Regions from separate parts of the Danio rerio genome. Here region 2 is linked to region 1. The links are chromatin contacts, called in public HiChIP or PLAC-seq maps. All regions are on one chromosome and are shown on one strand. Each heading gives the region's core, a stretch centred on a gene start, on an enhancer-like site or on the middle of the called end of the contact. The rest is flanking DNA. Distances are from core to core; before and after follow the strand shown.

Region 1 (6,543 bases), core at 3,130-5,629:
ACAAATGACCGAACGCTGTAGTTTTCCACAACTATAGTGGATGTTTTACTACACTATAGCTACCACAGTTTACTGTTGTAAAGCTAAAGTATACTACAGTATTTATTACAATTCATCAATTTGCTCTAGCATTCATCAAAATGTTGTATTATAAACTATATGCAGTAAAATACACTATGATTCAAAAACTACATATAAATCACTACATGATTTAAGAACAGAATAATATTAACTATAAACTGCTATAGTATTTATTCATGAGGGTTTATTCTTAAAAAAATGTGTTAGAACTTTCTTTCATATGAACTGTTTTTCATGACCTTTTGATGACTTAACACGTTTTCGCAGCCAGTACACTCACTTTAGAACTATTTTTAAAGAGCAAGTTGTGATTTAAACAAGTCACATAGTCAAGAAAAGACCTCAGCTCCTTTGTAGGTTTTTACTTTAAAGGCTTAAAATCATGTTGGTCATTAAGTCAAAGCAGGACATGAGGTTATTTAAGCTGTAATTTAAACCTTGCCCTTTCTGTCCGCTGTCATTTTCATTATGGCGGTGCTTCTCTTTCATTTCTTTCTGCTTTTGCATAGCAAATACCTTCTCCCATTCTCTCAGCTCAGGCTCATAAGTCTTTCTTTTGACAGACAGGTGTGATAGTGTGAACAAGCTGCCCCAGAGGGGGATAAAGAATGACCCCAAACTGTGAAGCTCCAGGGCTGTTCCACTGGGTGCTTTGCTTTGCTCATGTCAGCCCTCATCAGACCTCATCAGCTTTATTTGGAGAACTCATTCGCACCTTCAGGAAGACCTTAACGATGAGCGTAAAGCTGCAGATCACAAGGTTGGAGAGATTTAGGTAAACAATCACATTTTTAAGACTCCCTGGTTGGCGGTATGAGAGTTGTCCTCTGTTAAAAGTTCTACAGATGTTCTGATGTCTATTGACTAACATATTCTGATCTTGCACATCATTTTATCCAAGTAAACCAGAGAGGTGCCTTTTTAGCTTTAGGGAAAATGATACACCAAAAAAAAGTCTTATCATTTTTTATTAAAATATGCTGGGTGCCGTCAGTGGTGTGTGTAAAGGTCATTGCTATGGTGACCATCTAGGAAGAAATTGCTCATTTGATCTTCCCTAGGTACCTGCTCAAGTCTAATCCATTTCCACCTAGGGACACTATTACTGTAAATCCTATTTTCACTATAGAAAGCCTTAAGCCAGGTGCCATTTATTGGGGATGCTGGAAACCAGAGGATGGTCGTTTTGATCTCCAAGAAAGTCTTGCCAGCACACGATACATATTTTGATCCACAAATGAACTAAGCTGTATGCTAGGGTCTCATAATTGCTTTTTGCAGACTACCAGAATTTTAAAAAGATTTGGAAAAACCTCATTTGTCCACCTCATGTTTTTACTTCAATGAGGAGTGCAGTGATTGCATGCATGGTCTATGATTTGAACATGCTTAATCTATTTATTTAGGAAATAACAAATTAAGTTAATATCACTTGAATATACTTCTTCTACTGAGTTTTTTTAGGATGTTTTCACACCTGCCTTATTTAGTTCGGTTGGACCGCACTAGATTTCGTTTTCCCTCTTGGTGCGGTTCATTTGGGCAGGTGTGAATGTAGCAATCGCACTAGAGTGCGCACTAAAAGCGGCCAAAAAAACTACCGAAACCTCCTTGATGAGGTGGTCTTGGTAAGCTTTTAAGCAAACGCTGTAGCGGTTTGTTTTTGGTGAGAACATGTTTCAAACTGGAACAGACCCAACCGCAAAATAGACTGCGCCTTTTTGGACTAATCCAGCAGCCATAGTCTGACACGCTGTGCATTATGGGATATAGATGAAAAATATTTGTTGACAGAAAACAATTTTAAACGTAGAGAGAGGGAAAACTTTTACCTGATGGATTGTTGGTAATTTTTCCAGAAGATGACCATGTCGCAGTTTTTCTAAATTAATTCACTCCTCTTACTGAAGAGACTTGCGATGCGCCTTCACCATTTGCAATGCATTAAAACATTGTTCTCCAGCCACAGCTGTGCTTTATTCTTAAAATGTATACTTTGTCTAAAGTGATGTATACAAACTTATATAGTATACTATGACCAGGGATCCAATCAGCCAGTGCAGTCGTCCCTCCATTATAAAACGCAACATTTTGTGTGTACCAGTTTTTTTACCTGCATGAGTTCCATTGCCATTTTCCTGCACGTTAATTCTGACCAATTGAAACGCAGTTTAGGAAATACGTTCAGTAACATCTGGCCAATGAGTGTTGTAGACTTTGTCACATGACTGCATTTTGCTTCTTTTCAACTGGTTCGGACCAAAGCAATCATTGTGCTGTGAAAAGGACCCAAAAATGGCAGAAAAATGCTACAATGTATCATTTTTTTGCCCTGGGTTCAGACCAAATTAACTGAAACACAGATATGAAAGCCCACCTAGACTTTTGTTTCGGAACCCGTCTCATTTGCCCAGTTAGCGTGGTTTGTTTGGCATATTTAATTCCAGCAATCCCGCTCGGATCCGGGCCAAAACAATTGCTCTGAGATCACCTGAATCAGGTGGTCTTGGCTTGATTGAAACAAACTCTGGAGCGGATCGATTGTAGTGAGAAAGTGATACGATCCGGGCCCGGCTATATCACTGTGTATAATGGATATGTAATAGTCATACAGCTATATGAAGAGAGAATTAAGAGGAGGCGGGAGGTCATTCTACCGGTAAATGTGCATTTAATTTTTAAAACGAAAGTGAAAGCATGCTGAACTATTAACAAGAGCTGTTTATCTGTTAGGAAAACTGACGGATCTGCAGTCTTAGTTTATCTGTTATTTCTTTCTATATTGTATAGCCTATAATGCATAGGCCAACTGCTATGAATGAAAAGTCTTACCTCTGCTCTATATTTAGTGTCTGTGGGTGTCAACATTCAAAATTAAAGCACAGCTTTTCGCTTTTAATGTCTTATTGCTCATCGTCATAAATTAAAATAAGGACACATGACAGCTGAGCGGGACTCGTGACTTGTTTTAGCTATTTTGGTCCGTTTAGACACTTTGCCATGTGAAAGCGAACCGCATCAAGAACAAAGAGCAACATTGTAACAATTTTAATCCCTGTTTCGGAACAAATGAATCTATTCACACCAAGCCTTTTTTGCATATGTTACATAAAGATAATGGCGAAACAGCATTTCTGTACTGCAATATAAATTAATTAAAACTGTTGTCTCAATAACTTCAATATATGTTCTTTCATATGCTTTCTTAACTGCTGTTTTCTCACTGCTATCTTTTTTCTTGTGTGTTTTTGTAATTGAGAGGAAGTTATTGAATCACATTCGCTTTCTTGTACTTTATTTCAATTCACTTCATGTTTATTTCTATAGTGCTTTTACAATGTAAATTGTGTCAAAGCAGCTTAACATTGAAGTTCTAGTAAATTGAAACTGTGTCAGTCCAGTTTACAGAGTTGAAGTTCAGTTTAGTTCAGTTCAGTTCTGTATGCTTTAATTTCACTGCTGTAAGTCCAAACACTGAAGAGGAAATCTTTTGATGCACAACTCCACAAGTCCCAAACCAAGCAACCCAGTTGCAACAGTGGCAAGGAACAAAACTTTACCAATTGACAAAAGTGAAGGGAAAAAAAAAACCTAGACAGAAACCAGGCTCACTTGGGCACGACCATTACTCCTCTGGTCAAACTTTCTGTGCAGAGCTGCAATCTATGCACAGGAGGCTGGATAACGCAGGATTTCTTAATGTTTATAAATGTATACTTTATGTTTGCAGATTTCTAAACCTTTGCAAATTTAGATTAATTTTTTGTTAACTAAGGAAATATCTGGACTTTTGTTAACAAGTCTTTTAAAATATCATATAACTGTGATTTGCTGTGACAAGGGTAGTTAGGTTAAGGTTTTAATATGTATATTAAGATCATGATGTTGTACAAAAGCCAGTTTTTACTTTGAAAAGTTCCAAATGAAAACTTTTATTGAAAATGGTGTCAAAGCTTTTCAAATTCACATGAAACCAGTGTGAATACGTGCATTTCTAGGTATTTGCAGCATTGGTTTTAAACTCGATATTGAAAGATTTTTCTTTTCTTTATTGTGGAAACTCTTGCACATTACGCCATTGACCCACATGCAGGGCAGCTCAGTGTTTTGAAGAAAGAGCCCATTGAACTGCTCTAGTGAAAGCCAGGAATTACATCAGATCATAGAGTATTTGTGAAATTATTTGACAGTTTTTCCTCTACCCTCCACGCATTCATCATATAGGCTCTGAACAACAGCATGGGTCAAGTGTGTCATATTCAGACATCCCACAAAAGGAGCGTGTTCTTTAGTGGGCCGCATCAAATGCTCTCTGTGCCCGATTGGGAGGGAACAAAAATGCGGGGTGGAAAAGGGAGCATGAGAGTTGATGGCTGTGTTTACGAGTGTGTGGTGGTGCCCGGCTGGCTGGTCTGGGTTCAGCCCGCGGTCACTGGTTCTGGGGTCTCCGGGTCTCAGGTCCTTTTTGAAAAAGATCCATGAAGCAGAATTAAAGTGATCTACCTCCGGACTGTGGACCCAGAGAAGGAGGAGGGCACAGAGGCCTGATAGAAGAGGGGCAGTGGTGGGGGGGTTGGGAAAGGGAGGGAGAGTAGGAATTGGAGAGTTATGCGTAATCAGTCTGGCCTCAGCTACTTTGAAATGAAGCTAAATAGTTTGTTTTGTAGAGCTAATACAGCTAGCAAGTGAGCAACCACACAAACGGGAAATGAAGTCCCAACTCTAAACCCGATAGACTGAAACGTGATTTTTGTAAGTGATTTAAGAAGATATTTTACACCTGGAAAAGAAGTGATTTGCAAAGATGGTGTGAATAAGTTCCGTTTTTAGGTTTTTAAAGATGTGATTTAATCAAAATCACACATTTTTTTTATCTGTATCTTTATTTAACATGAAATTTATAGATTTATTTAATGTCTAATTAAACAAGTTTTTTTCACAAGTGTTGTTTCACACTTTAGACTGTGATTAATCATTCGTCACTGCAGGCAACTTATTCTGTTTCCACAATTAACTGCTTTCTTCCTTCCGAGTATTTTTTTTTTCCCAGTCTAGGACAATCTGACTGAAGATTTAGACTAGTGCTTCTGAATCACTTAATTATATGGTTTTACACATGTGATAATTATTCAGATTAGTGTTCTATGCAGGCTGATGCACGTGTCTCTTCTGTGTTTCAGAGATTTTATAAGAGAGCTGATAAAACCATTTCATTTCCTCAGCAACTGCATTTAAGTGGCATCATTTTAGGATTTATTTTTGCAATCATGTAATTAGATCAGTTCAAATCCAGAGGAAAGCATAAATGAAGTGGAGAAAAGAGAATAAGTGGCTTTAAAGTAACAGTCATGAACCTTCATCAGCATAAATGAGAGTTTGTTTTTAGTTATGGTATCACTCTCTGGGTTACTATAAATGTTGATGGTAAATGTGCACGGAAAAATTTCACACTGTGAGTCACATTCAGCGCTCCTATCTGATTATATGTCATTTAGTCTGTTGTATTGAATAGAAATCCCGTAAATTACCCGCAATTAGATATTATTACAGTCCCAATGTCTGCTGCAGTCAAGTGAATAGCTCAGCATTTATTGAAAGTGACTAGAGGATTTCATATATTTCTATGACATTTTATTTTATTATTACATTTGTATTTTTGTATTGTTATACCTCCAAAGGTATACTCTAAAGTTTGAAAACTTGTGTTTTCACCCTGGTATTTTCACAGATCTTACCACAAGTCGTCTGTTGAGACATAAGGTTGGCAGGTAGAAACATGGGAGTCAACCACATGGCCGTTGACCAACATAGGCTCATTCTGAAAACATAGCTCTACATACATTTCTGGAGAGCACAAATTATGTAGCTACATATGGCAGCATTTCATCTTTAGAACGAACATTTCGGTATGACGCTGTTCCTTTCACACTTACCAGCTGACCGCTTGCCTCCATATGGACGGCTTTCCCGCTGTTACCAGTTTGTTAATTAGCTCGCCATGTACGAAACTAGACAAAAACAGAAACTACAAATAAAATAAACAAGTAAATAAGAATGAGAAAGCGGTCAAATCTGAAAACATGGTAAAAAAATCAAGCTGCCGCAAAAGTATTTTCTGGATTTCTTTTTAAAACTGTCAGTTGGGTTTAGGGAAGGTGGTGGTTGTTGGGGAGATTCTTGCTTTTAAAAAGACGATTGGTTGGGTTTAGGGAAGGTGGTGAGTGTGGGGGATCGGTGCTTTTGAAAACACTATTGGTTGGTTTTAAGGAAGGTGGTGGTTGTGGGGGATCGGTGCTTTTGAAAATACTATTGGTTGGTTTTAGGGAACGTGGTGGGTATGGGGGATCTGTGCTTTTAAAAACACTATTGGTTGGGTTAAGGGAACGTGGTGGGTGTGGGGGATCATTGCTTTAGAAAACACTATTGGTTGGGTTAAGGGAAGGTGATGGGTGTGGGGGATCG
Region 2 (5,659 bases), core at 3,148-5,647, 210 kb after region 1:
TATTCCTCTTTTTTGTTTAAATGAACACGTGATTATGAAGATGTATGTCTATTAAAAATTATCACTTTTGAATCGTCTAAATTTCTATTATTTACTTTATGCAGCAGGTTATATATACATTCATAAGTTCACAGCTGTAATCCTACACTATCATGTTCCCATGATAGTGTTACTTGAGAATATGCATGCTACCATATATAACAATTAACTGTATGATCAGAAGAAGAAAAGATATCTGACTTGAAATCTGGCATGACTTCCTTTCTGGCACAGCAGGCGTAATTAGTCTGTGGTTTGGGTCAGCTCAATAATTCCTGAAAATAATTCTGTTATCCCACTCCATTATTCACAGACTATTTTAGGCGTTTCCTTCATAAATTGATGGCACAAGTTGTATGCTTTTTAAAAACGAGAAGCCAAAGCTTATTTAATGTGAGCAGCACTAGACATTCATTATAACCATCTTTCTTATAATGACTATAACAGCATGTGCATGTTCTCGTCGTCTCTCTTCAATGAGCAGCATCATCTTCCATTATTCATCCTCTTTCCTTATGCTGTTCTGTCACTCTCCAGCTCTCCTTATATCCCTCTCACTTCTTACCTTCTCTCACCTCGCTGTTACGCGGTTCATCATGAGGTACATTTCCAATTAATCTCAACATTATTCAGTCTGAGGCACTGCAAATCTTATAGCAGTTGCCATCAGCCTGGTAACCAAAGATGTGTTTGAGATATGCATGGGAAGTATAATGAAAGCAAACTGTATTCCATTAGTAAGCTCTGAATTTCTCTAAGCTGATGACACTGGCAGAGTATCAAATCGTTCTGACAGTTTGTTCAGAAAGAATCAGCATCTTTAGACTGAATTAAAGATGCAGCAAAGTAATACTATTCGCTCTTGCTTACAAATATACTATCATTATAATTGTTTCTTAATCAAGAATGTCAATTATTTCTGCTCTTAGTGCTTGTAAATCTTGTGTTAAATCTTTTTATCATGATAAGGAATAATTGGTCTAAACATGTTCATGTTCTAAACACATTCGTGTTTTCTAAACACGTTCAGAAAATGGCATAGTGAGAGTCATGAGGAATTAAAAACTCCACAGGGGATTATCAGCTTTCAAAGTCAGATTTATATGAAAGACTGCCAGATATTTTAACATGAACACTGTTTGATGTAAGCCCAAAATATACTTGTGTGTTTGCAGGTACAATGCATATGCGACACTGTCATCAGAACTAAACAGAACCACCCAATTTGTCCGAATGCTTTGCACTACTTAATTTGTCCACAAGATGAAAACAATGAGCTTGGCTTTTGTTTCACAGTCGGACAAGAAATGAAGGAGATGGAATGAAAACAATCTACTGAAGACAAAAAAACAACAGATGATAATGTTGAAGAGCGCATGAGTGAAAAGCTGCGCATGAGCGTATAAACTAACAGATTCTTGCTGACCGCATGCGGATTCAATTGGACAATAAAACCTTTTCCACATGAGTGGATGTCCAAGGATGTGAAAACCCCAGAACAGAATGTAGCATGTTGTCATCACAGACTGTAAAAAAAGATGTACAAAGCATCTGCAGTTCCATCCACTGTAGAAAAGAGAAGCCAAGATAAAGGCTATGTCATTTTGGAGGATGGGTCAGGGAGCAATATTTTCCACCAATTTTGACTCAAATAACTATAGAAAGGCAAACATATTAAAACTGTTAATGAATGTAAATCAAAACAACTACCTATACCATCTTTAAGAATTCATTCATTTAATCATTTGTTCATTCATTCATTCATTCATTTATAATCTTTTAGACTTATTCCCTTTATTTAACAGGGATCGTCATAGCGCAATGCACTGCCAATTAATCCAGCATATGTTATATGCACCAGCTGCAACCCATTACTGGGAAAAACCCATACACTCACATTTACAGACATACACTAAACCGGAGCACCCGGAGGAAACCCACGTGAACACGAGGAGACAGCATTACCCACTGCACCCCCCACCACCCCCTAGGAAAACAACATTTGAAGTGCAAATAGAACTCATAAAAAGAAATGATCCCAACCATCTTGGGCAGAGATCACTAAACTTGTTCCTGGAGGTCTGGTGTCCTGCAGATTTTAGCTCCAACCCAAATCAAACACACCTGAACAAGCTAATCAAGGTCTTACTAGGTATACTTGAAACACCCAGGCAGGTGTGTTGAGGCAAGTTGAAGCTAAACCCTAGAGGGCAACGGATCTCAGAACGAGATTGGTCACCCCTGATCTAGGACTTCCAGGACAACATAAAGAAATACACTTGCAAAAAAATTGCAGGTTATCTGTGTATATAATAATAACTTATACTTGATTGTAACTTTAACCTAATCTGATTGTAATGCAATAATGTACATCTTTTGTAAAGCTTCTCTGAAACCAAAAGCACTATACAAATAAACTTGAATTGAATTTAATGTATTTTTATTTACAATTTTTTTAGCCAGCCACCAGGGTGCGATCAAAATAGTTGTCTTCAATTTTCAGGATCCGTAAGTCACTTGTTTCTCATGTTTAAAGTATGGCATTCATGCAGCGTTCAAGTCCTCCAGAGAATTTAATATCTGCAAGTTGCCAAGTTAGCAATGTACACAAAATCAGTTTTTTTTTAACCCCACATCTACAACATGATTAACAAACAATGTGCATCAGTGGGTTTTTGCTTATTGTTATTATTCAGTTATGAAGGTTCTGCAAGAGTTGTTGTGTACTCTATCATATTGAAATTCCATTCACTGACTTATTCAAAATAAGTACCTCCTTGTGAGTTTGTATTTGTAAAGTTACAGTATATATGCGGCATACAAAAAGTATTATTATTTATTTATTTATTTATTTAGTTAGTTAGTTAGTTAGTTAGTTAGTTAGTTAGTTAGTTAGTTAGTTAGTTAGTTAGTTAGTTAGTTAGTTAGTTGATTGTTTGTTTTACATTTTTTACATACGCATGCATATGTACATACATATTTCAGGAATTTAACATTGAACCTGAAGAAAAATAAAATTAAATAAATAAATAAATACATACATAAATAAACAAACAATCAAAAGTTGTAAGTTCCCAACAATCTTTTTAAAAACGAAAAACATTTACTTTCTCTTGAAAATTTAAATTGTTGTTTGCGGTGCATTTTTAGCTATCTGCTTTAGAAATACCTGCAGATCAGGAACTGCTGCCCTTGCCAGACTCCAAGATGGCCCTGCATAGTAATTGCAGTTCAAACGATTCTGCTTCCGATCCTGGACAGCAGTTTGAATAACCTGTCTAGATTTTAGTTCCTGCTTACACAACCAAAACCAGACAGCTCTGACCGCAGTCTTCTGTAAGGATAACAAAATGAAACAAAGTGGACACAATGGACAATCAGCCTGTATTCAACTTCTGAATGGACTCGGAAAGCACATGTATGAACTGTCGCCCTCTTGTGGTGGTCTCAACAAGAAGTTCATTAATGCACTGAACCTGACTAAAATATGCTGGGAGGCATGACTGTGAATTGTGATAGTGTTACTAACACTAATCCTGAAACTAACATTAACACATCATAATCATCCGTCATTATCAAACCACCCTTAATTAATCATAATTACAGTAGATCTGTATTAAAGACATAATTACATGCTAAAGGTCAAAAGAATGTAGCTAATTCTCACCAGAATCCTTTATATTGCTTTCTAAATACGTTTTCTTTTGTAAATAAATAATTATAATAATAATTTATAATAATAATAATAATAATAATAATAATAGTAACAATAATAATTTAAAAGTCTAATGATAATATTTATATATAAATGCCAAAGTACTGCAGCTCACACTACATTAATAAACCAATATGCCTATTTAAATTACTCCATAATTTCTGTTTTGCTATAATAATTATTATTTTAAGAAAAAAATATGAATGTTTGTCCTTTCCCCGAATCCCTTAATCCGCCTCCGGGATTTCTGTGTTTCCATTCACATCTCTATTGGCGTCCCTGTTCTCCAGCGCTCAGTGTGGCTCAGTGAAGGTTGATGATTGGCTGATGGGAGATGAGAGTCTGGAGGCTCGCGCTTCATACCCGTGTCCGTGTGTTTACACTCAGTTCTCGAGATCCAGACGAGCGGCAGCGTCAGGACTATGGCGCTCCACAGATAGCAGCGGACATCTCACAACGATGGCATTATGCTTAACGCTTACGGACAACTTTTTCTTCTCGCCGCTACAGGAATAAAAGCTGCCAAGTACTTTTGTTTTCGCTTTATCCACTGTTTTCAGAGAGAAACGCGTTCTTTGTTTCAGTGGAGTTGTAAGTGAGATGAACTTTACGCTGGTTGATGCGTTTCACTACGGACGGGGTCTGCGATGTGCCTGAGCGAACATTTGGTGAAACTGTAGCTTTTACACATTTTGGGGAAAGTTCTGGACCAGGTTTCTATTAAAAACCACCACGGTGCAGCCTGTTTTTATAAGTTTGTAAAGTTCGAGGAGGAACCCGTCTCCATATTTCACACTATTTGAAGTATCCTTCACGGAGGATTCAGCGAGGCTTCAGCCGACTGGAGCGAGAGCACCTGGGGGGCGTTTGGCAGTAGCGTGACCGGGTGAAGATGCTCTCAACGTGGATACACCGCGACCAGTCTCCCGCCTCCCTGCTCGGTTTACTTCTACTCAGCTCAACCTTAGTAATACATGCAGGTACGAGCCGGTTAAATGTAACGCTTAATATTAAACACTTCCTTATACTTTCAGAATGAAACGTACGGGAAAACAGAAGTGCGTTATCAACTCACGTAGCCTTCACTCACACACACACCCAAAAACACAGATAAGTTTGGAGATAATAAGGTCGTCACTCAGGATATTGGTCGACTATTGAGAATAAATGATGCCTTTTGATTCTCTTCAGAAATAAGCAGATGACTCATAGGTCGCTTACAGTATGCTTTTTAGACCTAATTCTTTATAATATTCCATAAAAGCCTGCTACAACCTTCCACGAGAATCATGGAGGAAAAATCCATTCAGTAATGGCTTTTGTTGATCCACTTTGCTAAATGTCTTTATGCATTATCTTTGAATTATAACAGGTGGCACTGTTCATTTTAAATATTAAACTCATATAGAGTCTATCTATCTATCTATCTATCTATCTATCTATCTATCTATCTATCTATCTATCTATCTATCTATCTATCTATCTATCTATCTATCTATCTATCTATCTATCTATCTAGAGTTGTAAGGCAGTGTAATAGGTAATAATAACTAAGAATCTGATGAAGGGATGTGACTGCTGCATGTGCACTCATCTCTCTCTCCCTTCAGAGAGGAAATATTCTGTTGATCTCCTCTCTTTCTGCTTGCCGTGCTGAGCTTCCAAGCAGCGGATAAAAAGCAGAACCCCTGGTGTTCTTGGAGTAATTAAGGTTTAGCTCAATGCCTTCCTGGCTCCTGAAAGACAGAAAAAATAAACCTAGTAAAAAAGGGAAACAACATCTGAGGGAAAGCAGAGATAGTGAATTCTGAATTATAGTGTGCAGCTTAAAAATCCATTCCTGTCTGTTATTTTGCTTTTCTGATTGATGTAGCTTAGGGTTACGTTTAGCACATGAACTTGATT

Evidence for each region. HiChIP or PLAC-seq counts read pairs in DNA pulled down with a chosen protein or histone mark.
Region 2: an H3K4me3 HiChIP or PLAC-seq map of gastrula embryo shows a contact between it and region 1, with 8 times the contacts expected there. The contact joins the promoter of unc5b here to the enhancer-like site in region 1. A contact is called at or near these places in 6 of 18 Hi-C or Micro-C datasets (caudal fin, embryo and hematopoietic stem cells) and 3 of 4 datasets of contacts at active chromatin or transcription factors (caudal fin, embryo and gastrula embryo).

What each region holds. Positions count from the first base shown.
Region 1 is chr13:32,303,737-32,310,279 of GRCz12tu, forward strand. No RefSeq gene overlaps it. Among named protein-coding and RNA genes, the nearest start is that of ly6pge, 15 kb to the left of the region's middle. Within about 2 kb of position 4,380, at least 6 of the 62 cell types and tissues checked have an H3K27ac peak or open chromatin away from gene starts, as enhancers often do.
Region 2 is chr13:32,512,309-32,517,967 of GRCz12tu, forward strand. unc5b (unc-5 netrin receptor B) reads left to right here and starts at 4,398. Exons shown (of 17, transcript NM_001111149.1): 1 at 4,398-4,734. The coding sequence starts at 4,647.